Linked DNA regions of Oryctolagus cuniculus: region 2 is linked to region 1. Evidence: chromatin contacts called from public Micro-C data. All regions are on one chromosome and are shown on one strand. Each heading gives the region's core, a stretch centred on a gene start, on an enhancer-like site or on the middle of the called end of the contact. The rest is flanking DNA. Distances are from core to core; before and after follow the strand shown.

What was found. A called contact is a pair of places that touch in the nucleus more often than the background predicts.
Region 2: a Micro-C map of ear pinna shows a contact between it and region 1, with 2.7 times the contacts expected there. The contact joins the promoter of TMEM243 here to the promoter of SLC25A40 in region 1. A contact is called at or near these places in 2 of 6 Hi-C or Micro-C datasets (ear pinna and an unstated tissue).

Annotation. Positions count from the first base shown.
Region 1 is chr16:47,474,549-47,481,648 of mOryCun1.1, forward strand. SLC25A40 (solute carrier family 25 member 40) reads left to right here and starts at 4,526. Exons shown (of 12, transcript XM_051853377.2): 1 at 4,526-4,666. It overlaps DBF4 (DBF4-CDC7 kinase regulatory subunit), which reads right to left and starts at 4,167. Exons shown (of 12, transcript XM_051853365.2): 1 at 3,856-4,167; 2 at 2,758-2,930. The coding sequence starts at 3,901.
Region 2 is chr16:48,028,557-48,035,656 of mOryCun1.1, forward strand. It overlaps TMEM243 (transmembrane protein 243), which reads left to right and starts at 3,581. Exons shown (of 5, transcript XR_011382992.1): 1 at 3,581-3,819.

The DNA of each region.
Region 1 (7,100 bases), core at 3,276-5,775:
AAACAACAACAACAAATAGGCAATACCCTTTCAAGGACTATCTATTTAAGTAGATTAGTATTTTTTAGTATTTAATGTTAAAATTCATTTTAAATTAGTATCTTTCACAACAGATGTTTGTAAAAATTAGGAGTGGGGATGGGAGGGAGACGGAAGGAGAGCTGGAGCATGGGTGTGAGGGAAGGATCACCATGTTCCTAAATCTGTGTATATGAAATACATGAAACTTGTATAATTTAAGTAAAATTTGTTTAAAAATTAGCATCTAGGTCCTATATTTCATGTAGATCTTTATGACACGATTTTTTTTAGTGATCGAGCATCAGAAATGGAAACCAGGATTCCAGGAAAGACAGTATACGAGGAGATCAGAATTCAATGAATAAAAATATTTTAAGAAGACAGTTGGGGCTGCTATCATGGCACGGTGGGTTAAGCTGCTGCTTCTGACACTGGTTTGGTACTGGTTTGAACCCAGGCTGCTCTGCTTGAATCCAGCGCCCCTCTAAAGTACCTTAGAAAGCAAGGGAAGATAGCCTACATGCTTTGGGTATTTGCCACTAATGTGGGAGACCCAGATGGAGTTCCAGGCTCCTGGCTTTGGCCTGGCCCAGCCCTGGCCACTGCGGCCATATTGGGAATGAATGAAAGGATAGAAGATCTCTTTCTGTCTCGTCCTCTGTTAGTCTGCATTTGAAATAAATCAAATAAACCTTTCTAATTGTTTTATATTTATTTCTTTGAAAATCAGGCCAAAGCCAGGAGCAGGGAGCTTCATCTGGGTTTCCCACGTGGGTTGTAAGGGCCCAAGCTCTTGGGCCATCTTCCAATGATTTCCTAGGGCATGAGCAGGAAGCTGAATCAAAAGTGGAGCACCAGGACTCAAACCAGTATCCATATGGGATTCCAGCATCAAAAGCAGAGGTTTCACCCACTATGCCATAATGACAGCCCTGATAAAATAAATCTTTCTTAAAAAAAATTCAGTTAAAAATCTACAATTTTGAGGCACAAATTTAATGACTTAAGCCTTTAATATTTTATTAGTCTACTTCAAACCACTGGTAAAGATTTGAAATGTATAAAACCAAAAGATCCCTCAACTATTATCTATGGCAGATATAATTAAAAATCTGTTTCTTGTAAGTGTCTCAGAAACTGCTGTGGGGTTGACAGGGACTCTAGACTCCATACTGCTGCTTTAGCCACAATTCCCTTTTTACAGGCTTTTCACGCTGGACTTTTAAATGTGCATTTTATAGCGCTGCTAAAAAAACAAATGTTAACATCATTATTATTAGCTAATGGATTAGTCATCACATTTCAGAGACCTGTCCCAGAAAGCTACTTTATAGCCAATGATTGCTGAAGGAACAAAATGGAACAGTGGTACTTAACTCTGGGAATTGAGTGGCTAATACTGTTCTGATTGGGCCAGTTATGTAGACTTCATTATGTACTTCATTTCTACAATGAAGATGTATATTTAATTTTTTTAAAGATTTATTTATTTGAAAGGCAGAGTTACAGAGAGGCCAATGTAGAGAGAGGTCTTCCACCTGCTGGTTCACTCCCCAGATGGCCACAACGACCAGAACTGAGCCGATCCGAAGCCAGGAGCTTCTTCCAGGTCTCCTACGTGGGTACGAGGACTCAAGCACTTGGGCCACCTTCTGCTGCTTTCCCAGGCCATAGCAGAGAGCTAGATCGGAAGTGGAGCAGCCAGGACTCCAACTGGCACCCATAGGGATGCCAGCACTGCACACAGTAGCTTTACCTGCTACGCCACAATGCCGGTCCCAAACATGTATATTTGATGTCTAAGTCCTTAACAAATTAAGACCACCTTGATAGGTAGTATAGTTCATAATATCATTAGAAAGCCTATAAATTAAACGCAACCTTTGGGAATTCAATGATACGTTCATTATACTACACACTACTAATACAAATATGTGTTGTGATGTTTTACTTCAGCAAAAAATAAGCAGCAAAACAATATTTTTTCAAAGATAAATAAAATAAGTGAAACATCACACCAACAAGCAATTCTAGAAACTTCATTACACACTCTTCTTAAAGAGTCTAGTCTGGCACTGAAAGGATGTTCAAAGATGTTGATCTTCAAAGTCCAGAAATTTTTAGACAGAAAACATCTTAATAACCATATCTGCTAAAATTTAATATCTTCCTTAATCCTAAGAAAACGTACAACTTTGCTTGACTTTCCTAATTCCCAATTAATGTATAAGGTAAGACAGCAGGTTTTTCAAATTCTTACTCTAAAATTTTGTTTCCTTAATGACATTTATTTTGTTGAGCCTCTGTATCTCTATCACCCAACAGCAATTTTACTTGCTTTTCATTTGAACAAGTTCTCATTCTGCAGTAACATTCTAAATTGTTACATTAGTCCATATAAACCTAAGTAGATTTCTACTAATCACAATCAAAGTGCTCCCACTCTCCACAGGGCATCCACCATTACAGTGAAAAGCAATGAGTGGTTCTATTAGGTAAGAGAGTCTCATTTCTCAACACTTTGGGAATTCAATACTAATCTCCCAATCACAGAAACCTGAAGTTTTGTCAGGCTACAAAAAGTTAAAACAAATGGTTTTTCATTAAAGACACAACAGTTGCTTAAAAATAAAATCTTAAGCATGGTGGTAATAGATGGTTGTAAATTTTCCAAAAACAATTTAATTACTTGATTACAAAATTTTCCTTTTCTGTCAATGTATGGTTTTCACTTACCCCTCCCAGATCCTTAATATCCTTTTTCAGTTTTTCACATATGGTCACAGAAGGTATGTCAAGGTAAAATACTTTTCCCCAAAGTGGCTTATATTTGGATTTTTCTGGTCTGTTTTCAGTTTTCAGAGATTTCAAAGATGATCTGTTTTTTTCATTTTTGACTTGGATTCCACCTGTTATTAAAAATATTTAGAATGAGCTAATAATGTCTTACTACAGATGCAGTTGCTACTGTCTCAAAAGTATTTCATGAAACCATAATATCACAGGAGCAATTCCTATAATCCCACCAATTAAAAGTTATTAGCATTTAAATATACTTCTTTGTAGTACCACAAGCCAAAGGCAGCAGGCCCCACACATTTTTTCTTGACCCTACTGTAAAAGTAGCAGTTGGATCCGCAGGAAGCATCCGTGTGCATTCACGACTAAGGCACGGAACTAAACAAAACTGCACACAGGAGCTTCAGAAGTGTGCAAGGCCTCCCCGGGCTGTTTACTGAGCCCCTCCGCCACTCTGCTGAGCTCCAACGCTGCCCACTCGGGCCGGCCGCGCACGAAGCTCAAGGGTTCCAGGTTCTTGTAAACCTGGTCTCCGCTACGAGGAGCGCGGCGGCCCGTTTCACATACAAGTTCTGCTGCCGAGCGACCGAGGCCTTCATGGTCCACTCGCTACACCGGTTTCGGTGAAAGCGGACCTGAGGCCCCAGCACCGGCCGCGGGGGCACAGCCCGCTGCTAGGTGGGGGTCCCCGCACGCACGCTCACGCCCACGGCTACGGGAGGAGACGCACGCTCGCCTGCGCGTCCCAACCCAACCCGGGCGGCTGAAGAATCAGACGAGCTGCTCGCTGCCTGCGCCACGGCCCTGGGGCCAGCAATCCTCCGCCCGAAACGCAAACGCCCACCCCGGCGCCCCTCCCCGGCCCCCGGCCCGAGCCCCGGCGCGCGACCGGCCTCCCCCGCGCGGCTCGCGGCCCGCAGGCCCCCGGCCCGCAGCTCGGCCGCCGCGGTGGCGCTGAGGTAATCCCGGTAGGCGGCCGCCCGCAGGCCCCAGCGACGACGCCGGGCGACCCAAGGCGGAGGGCGGGCTTCGTACCTTGGCCATGTCCTCTGCTGTGAATCCTCATGGCTCCCGAGTTCATGGCAGCCGCCCGGCGCCTACATGCTGCGTCCGGAGAGGGTGCCCCGCCGGGCGACCGCGGAAACACGGCTTCTCCGGGACACGACGGCCCAGGTACAGGCGCCGGCCCAGTTTCCGGGGCCGGATCCGGCTTCCGAGGCGCGGAGGAAGAAGGCTCCCAGCACGGCCGAGGGGGCTGCGGCAGTTGAAGATTTGAAAACGCGTCACGCGGCCGCGGCGCCTATACGCGCGCCCCGCCCCTCTCCCGCCGAGCGCCGCGCCCCGCCCCGTGCCGGCTGCACGTGCCCGCCTCCTCGCGCCGCGCGCCCCGCCCCGCCTCAGGCCCGCCCCCTGGAGCCTCCTCGGCCTCGCGCCTCGCCCTGCCCTGCCTCGGCCCCGCCTCTGGAGCCAAGCGCCCCGCCCCCCGCACGCCCCTCCTCGCGCCTCGCCCCGCCCCCCGCACACTCCTCCTCGCGCCTCGCCCCGCCCTGCCGCGAGCCCCGCCTCTCGCGCCTCGCCCCGCCCCTCGCGCCTCGCCCCCGCCCCCTCGCGCCTCGCCCCGCCCCTCGCGCCGCTCTGCCCCGCCCCCTCTGCGATGCCCTCTGCACCCCAGACCCCGGGTCGGCGCGCCGCGCGTCAGCGTGTCGCCCCGCTCCGATGAGTCGGTGGGACAGCGGTGTGGCCGAGGCTAGTGGACGCAGCAGCCCCCCAGGCCGGCCGCCTGCCGTCGGGGTCACTGCGCCCTTGCGGTCTCCCCGGAGCTCCGGCCCCCAGCCGCCCTCCCCAGGTACGCCAGTTTCCAGCGGTCGGACGTCCGGGAGGCTGCGGCCGGGCGGGGCCGGGCGAGGGCGGCAGCGGCGGCCGCAGCCCCTGCCCTGGGCGGGCTTTCCCGCAGCCCCCGCCGACCCTCGGGCTGCAGCCAGGCCGCCGCGGGAGTTCCGGGGGGCGCCGGCAGCCCCCGGCCCCGAGGCGGGTGCCCGAGCGCGGCCCCGCGGAGCTGCGTCCGCCCTACTGGGCGTAAAATGGGGATAAAGACGGGAAGGCAGAGTGGCCGCTCCGGGGGGAGCGGGATTGTGGCGGGCGGCGACCGCGGACGCATTCCCGTTTTCTGTGTCCATGCCCCAGAAGCAGTTGGGGATGCGGTTCCGCTCGTGCGGAAGAGGACTGTGTTTCCTCCGAGTTTGCGCTCCTTCGCTCTTGGCCCCGAAAGGCAGCCGTGCTGTGGCCGGTGGCGGATAGCCGCCCTCGAGCCCAGGCTGGGCGGGCGGGACTCGATCCGTGCGCGCAGAGTCAAGGACCCTTCCGGACGGTCTAGGCTGAAGGCCGGGGGCGGCCGGCGCAGCCCCCCGGGAGACAGCTGGGGTATTTGCGAGCCAGTGGACGTCGCTGGGAGAGGAAACGCAGGTGGATTTGAGACTTCGGGCTGACAGCCCGCAGGCCTAGGGGCGTGCCTGCAGCAGAGGTGAACAGGTGTGGCTTGGCCATCCATCTAATTGCTTTTGACAGAACCTATTTTAAAGTATAAACTGCCGAAACAGTGCAAGGTTTTCAGTGTTTTCAGAAGGGTTTAAAAGATAGAGAAGCATCAGTTGCAGAGAGACTGTAGTAATAGTCATGGGAGCGTGATGAGCGGGAAAGCGATGGAAAAGAGGGCCGCAGAACTGGGAAGGGAACTGGAAAAAACGCTTAAGGTCAAAAGTCACAGAATTGCAGATATTGGAATCTTAATGAGCTTCTCTGTACGGCTTTGGGTAATTTTGAGCAATTTTAATCTGTGAAAAGGGAGTTATAGATATTTCTCAGAGCTGTTGTGAAGATAAAATGGAACATTTTTGAAAGCTTTATTAATGTGTGCGTGGCATGGAGTAACAGCTCAGCGGTTGCTCTTTCTGGTGAACTCTACACCACTTCCTCCATCCCAAAGTTTTAAAAAGACTAAGACTTGAAAAATAGGCCTTTAATTTTGTGAAGATGTCATTGGTTTCTATAATTAAAACTTCTGTGGATGGCAGAGATAAGTACTAGATAAAAATGAACTTGAAGTTGACAAGTTGAGCATACTGTTTAAAAAATTTGTCAGTGTACAAGAAAATTGCACGTTTGGAGGATTTAGAAGAAATGGGACAGATTTAAGCATGTTTCTATTGAAACAAGCAAGTCTGTCTTATGCCATAGATATGTTTCTTATTTAATATAATGAGGCAGAACAGTAACGTAATTCAATACTTAACTCTGCCACACTCTCACCTGACTGCATAATTCCTTGTTGTGAATAAGCAGAACATTTGCTTTACCTATTTGTTAACATTTTTCTGATCTGTCATCCAAGGTTAACTTTTTAAAATGTTATTGGAGCCCAGATCTTTCAGTAGCTGCAGCAGGAAGGATTTGGTTGTGAATCCATGACCAATGAGGATGGAAACCTCTTTACCTATCATGTCAATAGTCAGATCTATTGGTAAGAGAATGATTATGTTAAGGTAGATCTTAAAAACATGCTTAAACAGAGTCATTTAAATGAAGGGTATTCATTCAAGAAGAATTTAATGGGGGCAGGGTTGTCTGTAGTTACAAGCTTTGGTAGAGAGTTCTGTTGAACAAAATTGAAGAACATCAGCAGAATTTTAGCCTAATTAAATGAACATTTGGCTGTGAATCAAGAGAAATGAATGTGGTACTAAGCCCTGTCCCTAAGAAATTTTATGACCGTGGGCAAATATTAACCCTTCCTAGAGTTTTCTATAAATGAAGATAATCTCTGATTAGTCTACTCTACAGCTTGTGGTGATTATCAAATGAGACCTAATATTTTTCAGGGTACCTCATGCATATCAAAATACAAATTTTGGGGATGGCTCTGTGGCACAGTGGGTTACAGCCCTGGCCTGAAGCGCCGGCATCCCATGTGGGCACTGGTTCTAGTCCTGGCTGCTCCTCTTCCAATCCAGCTCTCTGCTATGGCCTGGGAGAGCAGTAGAAGATGGCCCAAGTCCTTGGGCCCCTGCACCCACATGGGAGACCTGGAAGAGGCTCCTGGCTTCGGATTGGCACAATCCCGGCTTTTAACCATCTGGGGAGTAAACCAGTGGATAGAAGACCTCTCTCTCTCTGTCTCTACCTCTCTCTGTAACCCTGTCTTTCAAATAAATAAAAAATAAATCTTTAAAAATAAATAAATATAAATTTCATATTTTAGAATCTAGACATATTAGCTCTGTAAT
Region 2 (7,100 bases), core at 2,331-4,830, 550 kb after region 1:
GTCTTACCAAAGGGTCTGTGTGGACTGATTTCAAACACGATAAAGCTCTGGGTGTGGACAAATCCAAAATGTGCAGTGGGAAGGAGGGCTTAAAGCAGAATGAACATGCAGAGATTTGAAGAAAGGAAAATAGAGAATAAAAAGTGGAAGGGTCAATTATATCACATTGCTTCAGTGTGCAAAAATAGAGGTACATGAAAAGTACTTTGCAAACTTCAGTGGGCGTATGAATCTCCTGAGGATCCATAAACAGCAGATTATGGTTTAGCAGATCTTGGATGAGGCCTGAAATTCTGCATTTCTGACAAGCTGCCAGGTGGTGTTAATGCTGCGGGTCTACCCACACCCTGAGTAGCAAGGACCTTGGTTAACCTGCCATTGACTTGCATACGTGGTCTTCTTTCACCAGTCCTGTGCTCCACTCTGCAGAAAGCAGCGGAACTTAAAAGTGGTCCTGCCTGTAGGCTGGCTGGGGCGGACAGCTTAGTACAGCTCAGAATCACTCAAAACTTCTCTGTGAGCCTCTCAATGGTGTAACAGAGACTGAGCCTGATACGCAGTGGTGGGCACTGGGGCTGCACGGTCCTTTTCCCCCAAGTCTGGTGCCAAAGCAAGCCAAGGCCATAGCAAGTGGGACTTTGGGGGGATGGGAGGTAGTAATCATGAGGAGGTGGGTTTTAGGAAAAATGCAGCAGAGGCAAAGAAAATTATTGACACAAGAGGATAAGCAGCTCTAGACTAAGAAGGTCACTATCTGACTCGACCTTCCTGCTCAAATTCGCTTTACACCAATAGCTGGCCTCTCTGGCCTGGCTGACTTGTTCTCCTTGTGAGCCCTGACTTAGAAGCTTCCTCAACAAGGCTTCTGAGGCTAGAGAGACCTTCCCATGGATCCCCATTGCACCAGCAGTGTCCCATTCACCGCTTTGTAACCATACAGGAAGCCACCATTTGAGTGCCTACTGTTTTTTTTTTTTTTTTTTTTTTTTTTTTAATTTGATTTTATCTGAAAGGAGAGGGAGGGAGGGAGAGAGGTGGGGGTCATGGAGATAGGTAGATATGTCTTCCATCTGCTGATTCACTCCCCAGATGGACATGATGGCTAGGGCCAAGCCAGGAACTCCATTCAGGTCTTCCACGTGAGTGGCAGGAGCCGAGTTACCTGAGCCATCACAGTTGCCTCTCAGGTTCTGAAGTAACAGGAAACCAAGCATCAAAACCAGCTACTCCCAAATGGCATGCTCTCACTTAAGGGAGTGCCTGCTCCCTCCCCCATCACGGTTTTCTAGTGATCTGGACAGAGCCTTAGGCTGCTTCTCGTGGAATTCCACACGATTGCAGTTACCAGGCTGGGCGCACACAATCACCAACCGTAATGACATGCATTTACAATTTTACTTTTTTCCATTTATGAATACATTTATCTGCTCATAACTGCTATACCTGTGTGAAGGTTGATGGTATATCGGTTTATGCTTGCAAAAAATACGTATATTCCATGCCTGTTGTATCAAGTGGCCTACGTGGTGTTCTGTCCCATTACTATGTTTCTCAAATATAAGTCCTCTTTAAAAAATGTGAGTAAATGTCTTTAAAATAATTTTTAAAGTACAGAATTATATTTCCCCAAATTTTATTTTTCTGGATCTTAATGTTTCAGTAATATGGTCTTGGGACTTGTGTTTGGGAATGCAGCCCAAACCCATCTCTATCACTGTAGTACCCCATCCCTCTATTATCCTGGCTAACAGCAGATACTCCTAAGAATTTTGTTGAATATGGCTGAATGTGAGTGAATAAAGTTATCTGTAGGCCTAATCAAACTTTTTTAAGATTTATGTATTTGACAGGCAGAGCTGGGGCCGACGCGGTGGCTCACTTGGTTAATCTGCCTGCAGCACCAGCATCCCACATGGGCGCTGGTTCTAGTCCCCGTTGTTCCTCCTCCTGTCTGGCTCTCTGCTGTGGCCCTGGAGGGCAGTGGAGGATGGCCCAAGTGCTTGGGCCCTGCACCCACATGGGAGACCAGGAGGAAGCACCTGGCTCCTGGCTTTGGATCGGCACAGTGCGGGCCATAGCGGCCATTTGGGGAGTGAACCAACGGAAGGAAGACCTTTCTCTCTGTCTGTCTATAATTCTGTCAAATAAATTATTTATATATAATAATAAACATTAATATAATAAGTATAATATATATATACATACATATATATATATAGAGAGAGAGAGAGAGAGAGAGAGAGGCAGAGATACAGAGGAGAAACAGAGACATCTTCCACAGGTTTAGGCTTGGCCGCACAGCCAGCGCTGACCCAAGCCCGAGCCAGGAGCTTGATCCTGGTCTCCCCCGTGGGTGCAGGGGTCCCAGCACTTGGGTCTTCTTCCAACCCAGGGGCGTTGGCGGGGGGCTGCATCGGAAGCGACCCACAACGCGGGCCCCTAATCAGACTTTTAATAGAACTGGGTGGGGGCTGTTTGAACGCAGCCCTCGGAGCGAACACTTTAACTAGTAGGGCAGACACGCACCGTCCCCAGGTGCCAGGTGTGGTCCACAAACCCGCGTGGTTCCCGGTGCAGCCCTCGTCCCGAGCACCGGGGCGCCGGCGGCAGCGGCCCCAGCACTCTCCCTGCGCACAACCGCGAACCGGGCGCTCCGCTCCTCACGCTTTCTTTCGGAATATTTAGAGATGACCCGAGCGGCAAGCGCCGCCGCGTTCCCCTTCCTGGCCTGTCCAGCGCCCTTCTCGGCCGCCGGAACGCGCTGAGTCAGCGCCGTCGCCGGCGGACTGAGCGCGCGAGGCGCAGGAGGACCGAGCACCAGCACCTCGCCGCCGCTCTCGCACACAAAGTCTCCCTGTGACAGAACAACGCCAGACACGCGTCCAGGCAGCCCAGGAGGCCGCCGCCCCCCGCCGCGCCCCGGCCGTTTGAGGGGCGCTCGCGGCCACGGGCGCCTGAGCCCTCCGGGCCCGCGGGCCGCGTCGCTGCGGGGAACGGGCCGGCGCCTCGGAAGCTCCGCAGCCAATGCGGCGCCCCGGCCCGCGGGATTGGCCGCCTCGCCGGTGACGCGGCCTGGGCGGGCCGGGCCGGTCGGCGACGGTGGCCGCGGGTCCCGGCCGGGGCGGCTGAGCGGGACCCAGAGCGGCGCCGGCTCTGTCCTGCCGCGCGCGTCCCGCGGCGTCCCCGAGCCTGGGCCGCGAACCCCGACGGCGGGGCGGCCGGGACTCCCCAGCGTGCGGGCGGCTGGGGGGCGCCGAGGTCCGGCCTGCGGGCGCGGGCGGGCGGGCTGGGCAGGCCCGGGCCGTGCTCCCGGGAAGAAGACGCTACAGCCGCGCGGGACGGGTGCAAGGTGCAAGGTGCGGTCCCGGCGGCGACCCGAGCCTGCTCGGCGCGCGCGGGCAACTCGACTCGTGCGGGGGCCCGGGAGCGGAGGGCTGGGGCGGCGCAGGGGCTGCGAGAACTTTCCCTGGGCGGAGAGGGTGGAGAACGGGCGGGAGCCGTGCCCCGGGCCGGGAGGTGCGGGCGGGGGCGCCCCGGCCGGCGCGGCCACGCGTGTGTGTTTCCTTCCCTTGTGCGGCAGCCGCTCGGGATGAGGAGGAGGACGGCGGCGCTCGGGCGGAGCGGCCGCAACTCGCGCGCGTGAGGACCCCCGGGGGCTTCCGCCATGCGGGCGCCGTGAGGCCTCGGGAAGCGATGCCGGCTCGCTGCTGAGTGGCTTGGGGAGAGCGAGGAAGCCCCAAAATGGAGGACTTCTCCGCCAGGACCTACGGCACCAGTGGCCTGGACAACAGACCTCTGTTCGGGGAGACGTCTGCCAAGGTGAGTGCGTGTCCGCGGGGCCGTGCGGGGGTCCCCGCGGGCCCCCTGGGGCGCTCGAGGGCGGGAAGAGCCGCTGCCGCCAGCCAGCCGAGTGCCCGCTCGAGACGTCCGGCCTGCCCTCGGGTTGGGCCGCGAGCCCTGCGGACTGGGGTGGACTTGGGAAAGTTCCGGGCCGTGTGTACACAGCGTCCTCGAGGGGTTCCCGTGCACCGAGGGCCTCTTTGAAGATGGCCTGGATTCCGGGAAGTGGCCCGAGATCAAAGGGTCCTTGGGGCCGGGCAAGCCAACCTCACAGTACTCCAGGCTTCTGAGAGCTTTCGCCTTTGACTTCACAATTTGTCATGCCCCCGGCCAGCAGGCCGGGAGAACGCTTCTTGTGCCCTCTTAACTTTGTGAGTGGTTTGGGCAGAGTTTGCCTGTGCCTGGCTGCCCCCGACCCCCTGTCTGGAAAGTGGCCTTGCTGCTCTGTGCCGCCTCCCGCGGTGAAGTGCGTTCGGGCCTCTGGAGAGGCCCGAGTCTGGAGCCGCCGGCATCTCTTAGCCCCGGCAGACGCCTCAGGCTCACGGGATGGGGACTTGCACAGTCTGGGGCACAGGTCTGAATTTGAAAGCTGCCAGCCTGCCGCTGGATTCCTTCATTTGTTGAAATCCACGTGGGTTTCGCTTTCTCCGAGTGTGTTGGTAAGAAAACGTTTCAGGTTGATGTCCAGGAAGGTGCACCTGTGCTCTCCTGGCTTTGCCTGGTCGGCACCACGTGCTCCTGAGGAGCTGGCCCTGGTCCAGATGCTGGTTTTCTGCAGCCGTGGCTGAGCTCAGCCTGGGAATCCCAGGAATGCGTTAGATGGGGATGATAGGCACACGTTGGTGGGGTTGGGGCAGGGCTGTGCAGAGGAGCGGCTGGTCATTTTTTTTTTTTTTTTTTGACAGGCAGAGTGGACAGTGAGAGAGAGAGAGAAAGGTCCTCCTTTGCCGTTGGTTCACCCTCCAATGGCCGGCGCACTGCGCTGATCCAAAGCCAGGAGCCAGGTGCTTCTCCTGGTCTCCCATGGGGTGCAGGGCCCAAGCACTTGGGCCATCCTCCACTGCACTCCCTGGCCACAGCAGAGAGCTGGCCTGGAAGAGGGGCAACCGGGACAGAATCCGGCGCCCCGACCGGGACTAGAACCCGGTGTGCCGGCGCTGCAAGGCGGAGGATTAGCCTAGTGAGCCGCGGCGCCAGCCAGCTGGTCACTTTTAAGCCTGAGGTTTGTCCCCTGTGCCAAGAGCAGGTTCAGCATCTCCTCCACGGGCATTGGCGCACAGATTGGATTCCTAGTGATCAAAACCTGCTTTCTTTTAGCCCTGTAGCCGCCGTGGTAACAGGTGCAGGACTTGGGAATGGACCTGTTGACTGATGCAGACGCTGCCAAGCACGGCTGCTTTCTGAACCTAGGGCCACGATGCCCAGCGGCTTTGTTTTCTGTTACCTAAGGTCCATCTGAAACCCATCTGAGACTTTTACCATTGCAGATCTGTCTCTGTTGCCTGTTTAGTCCAACCTCCTTATTACTTGGGCAGTTTGAGAACAGTAGGTAAAGCTACTTAGAGAACAAAGTGAAGAATGAGGTATAATTGCTGGCGTGGCTCTCTGTGGGAGGCCGGCAGAGTGATTTCTCCACGGTTTAGAAAGGTCTGAAGGTGGGCCGGCTCCTTACTGACCAGCTGCCGAACGCCAGGGAGGAGAGGCGCCCAGGGCCGGAAGTGAACAGGGCGCAGGATGGACCTCAGTGGTGGGAGGAGAGTTGGTGCGGCATTGGAGCCCTTCCCACAGAGGGCAGTGACTGCTAGGGCAGTGGATTCCTGGGGGCCCTGGGATCCCCTCAGTGGCCCTGGTACCTTGTGTCTCCAGCTTGCTCCCTTTCAGGTGCCGGGGCTCTGAGAGCCACTCGACAGCGGGGACTTGGGCGTGGTGACCACCACTTCTGAGCAGAAAGCGCCCTTCCTGTGGTGGGCACGTGGGGGTCTGAGCTTTTCCTTGTTTTTATAGCTGCTGAGAGTTGAGCCTGCACGCACTGGGTGCGGCCTGTACCTTTCATGGCAAGAAGCCCCCCCGCCCCCCCCCCCCCAGCAGAAGCGTCTGGGGAGACACTGTCCTCAGTGCGGGGCAGTGGGCCGGGTCTGGGCTCTCCGTGTTCCATCACCACGTTCCTTTCTGAGACGGACGTTGTTCTGTTCACAACCAGAAGCGGAACCTCACAGAAGGGCCTTGTTGAGTTGCATGAGTGGTTCTCCCCTAGGCACGTCCCTTCCCGCGGGCAGCCCGTGGAGTGGCGGCGCCTTCCCGGTGCAGTCTGGCGCTTGCCGCTGGGGGCCCACGCCGATGGCCCGTTCACGGGAGGAGCTGATGAGGTGGTCTGCCCCACTTCGTGTACTGGGCAAGAGCTGCTGACTGAACTCCACCCAGAGCAGTCAGTCTGTGAGCGCAGGCAAAGGCTGTGGAGAAATGGGATTACAAGTGTATTTGGGTGCAGAAAATTGGAAATCCACACACAGTGTTTCATACCACACGTTTTCTGTGAAGATGTGAAGACCTTGCATAGGTCCAGTGGGCCTTGTGCTGTGCCCGGTGGGCAGTCCCTGAGGAACTGCTGTCTTCGCCTGTACTGGGGGCGCACATGGTGATTGACTTACCAAACCCCCACGTTTATCCAGCCTTTAAGCAAGATACTTAGGAATGATGAGAGACCGAGCTGCAGAGCGAAAGGCGGCGTGGAACAGCTCTTCGGTTACAGTGTCGAAGGGCTCGCTGACGGACACAAAAGGTGTTCGTCTCAGTTGCTAGTTAGCTGTCACATGGCTCTGGCTGACAACTCCAGATTTTTTTTCATGTTTTCAACCATTCCCAAGTTCGGTGTTATTGTTCGAGTCTTTCGGGTGAAAAGTTTACAAGTTTATTTTGGTGGTACAGGTACCAAGTTAATAAGAAACTCCTGAAGTCTCTAAGCCTGTGTTTTCTGTATTCACATTTTATTTATATATATGTGTGTGTGTGTAAATGTAAATATATATATATTTTAAAATTTTCTAGTAGCTGTTTTAAAAAGTATACAGAAACAGGTGAAATTAATTTTAATAGTTATGTTTAATCTCATCTGTGTGAAATACTGTCATTTCAGCTTTTCCTACTAAGCCTTTGAAAGCCAGTGTTTTACACTTACAGCCCATCTCAGGTCAGTTGGCTACATTGCAGGTGCCCAGTAACCACATATGGCTGGTGCTACCGTTTTGCACCATAAGATTTTT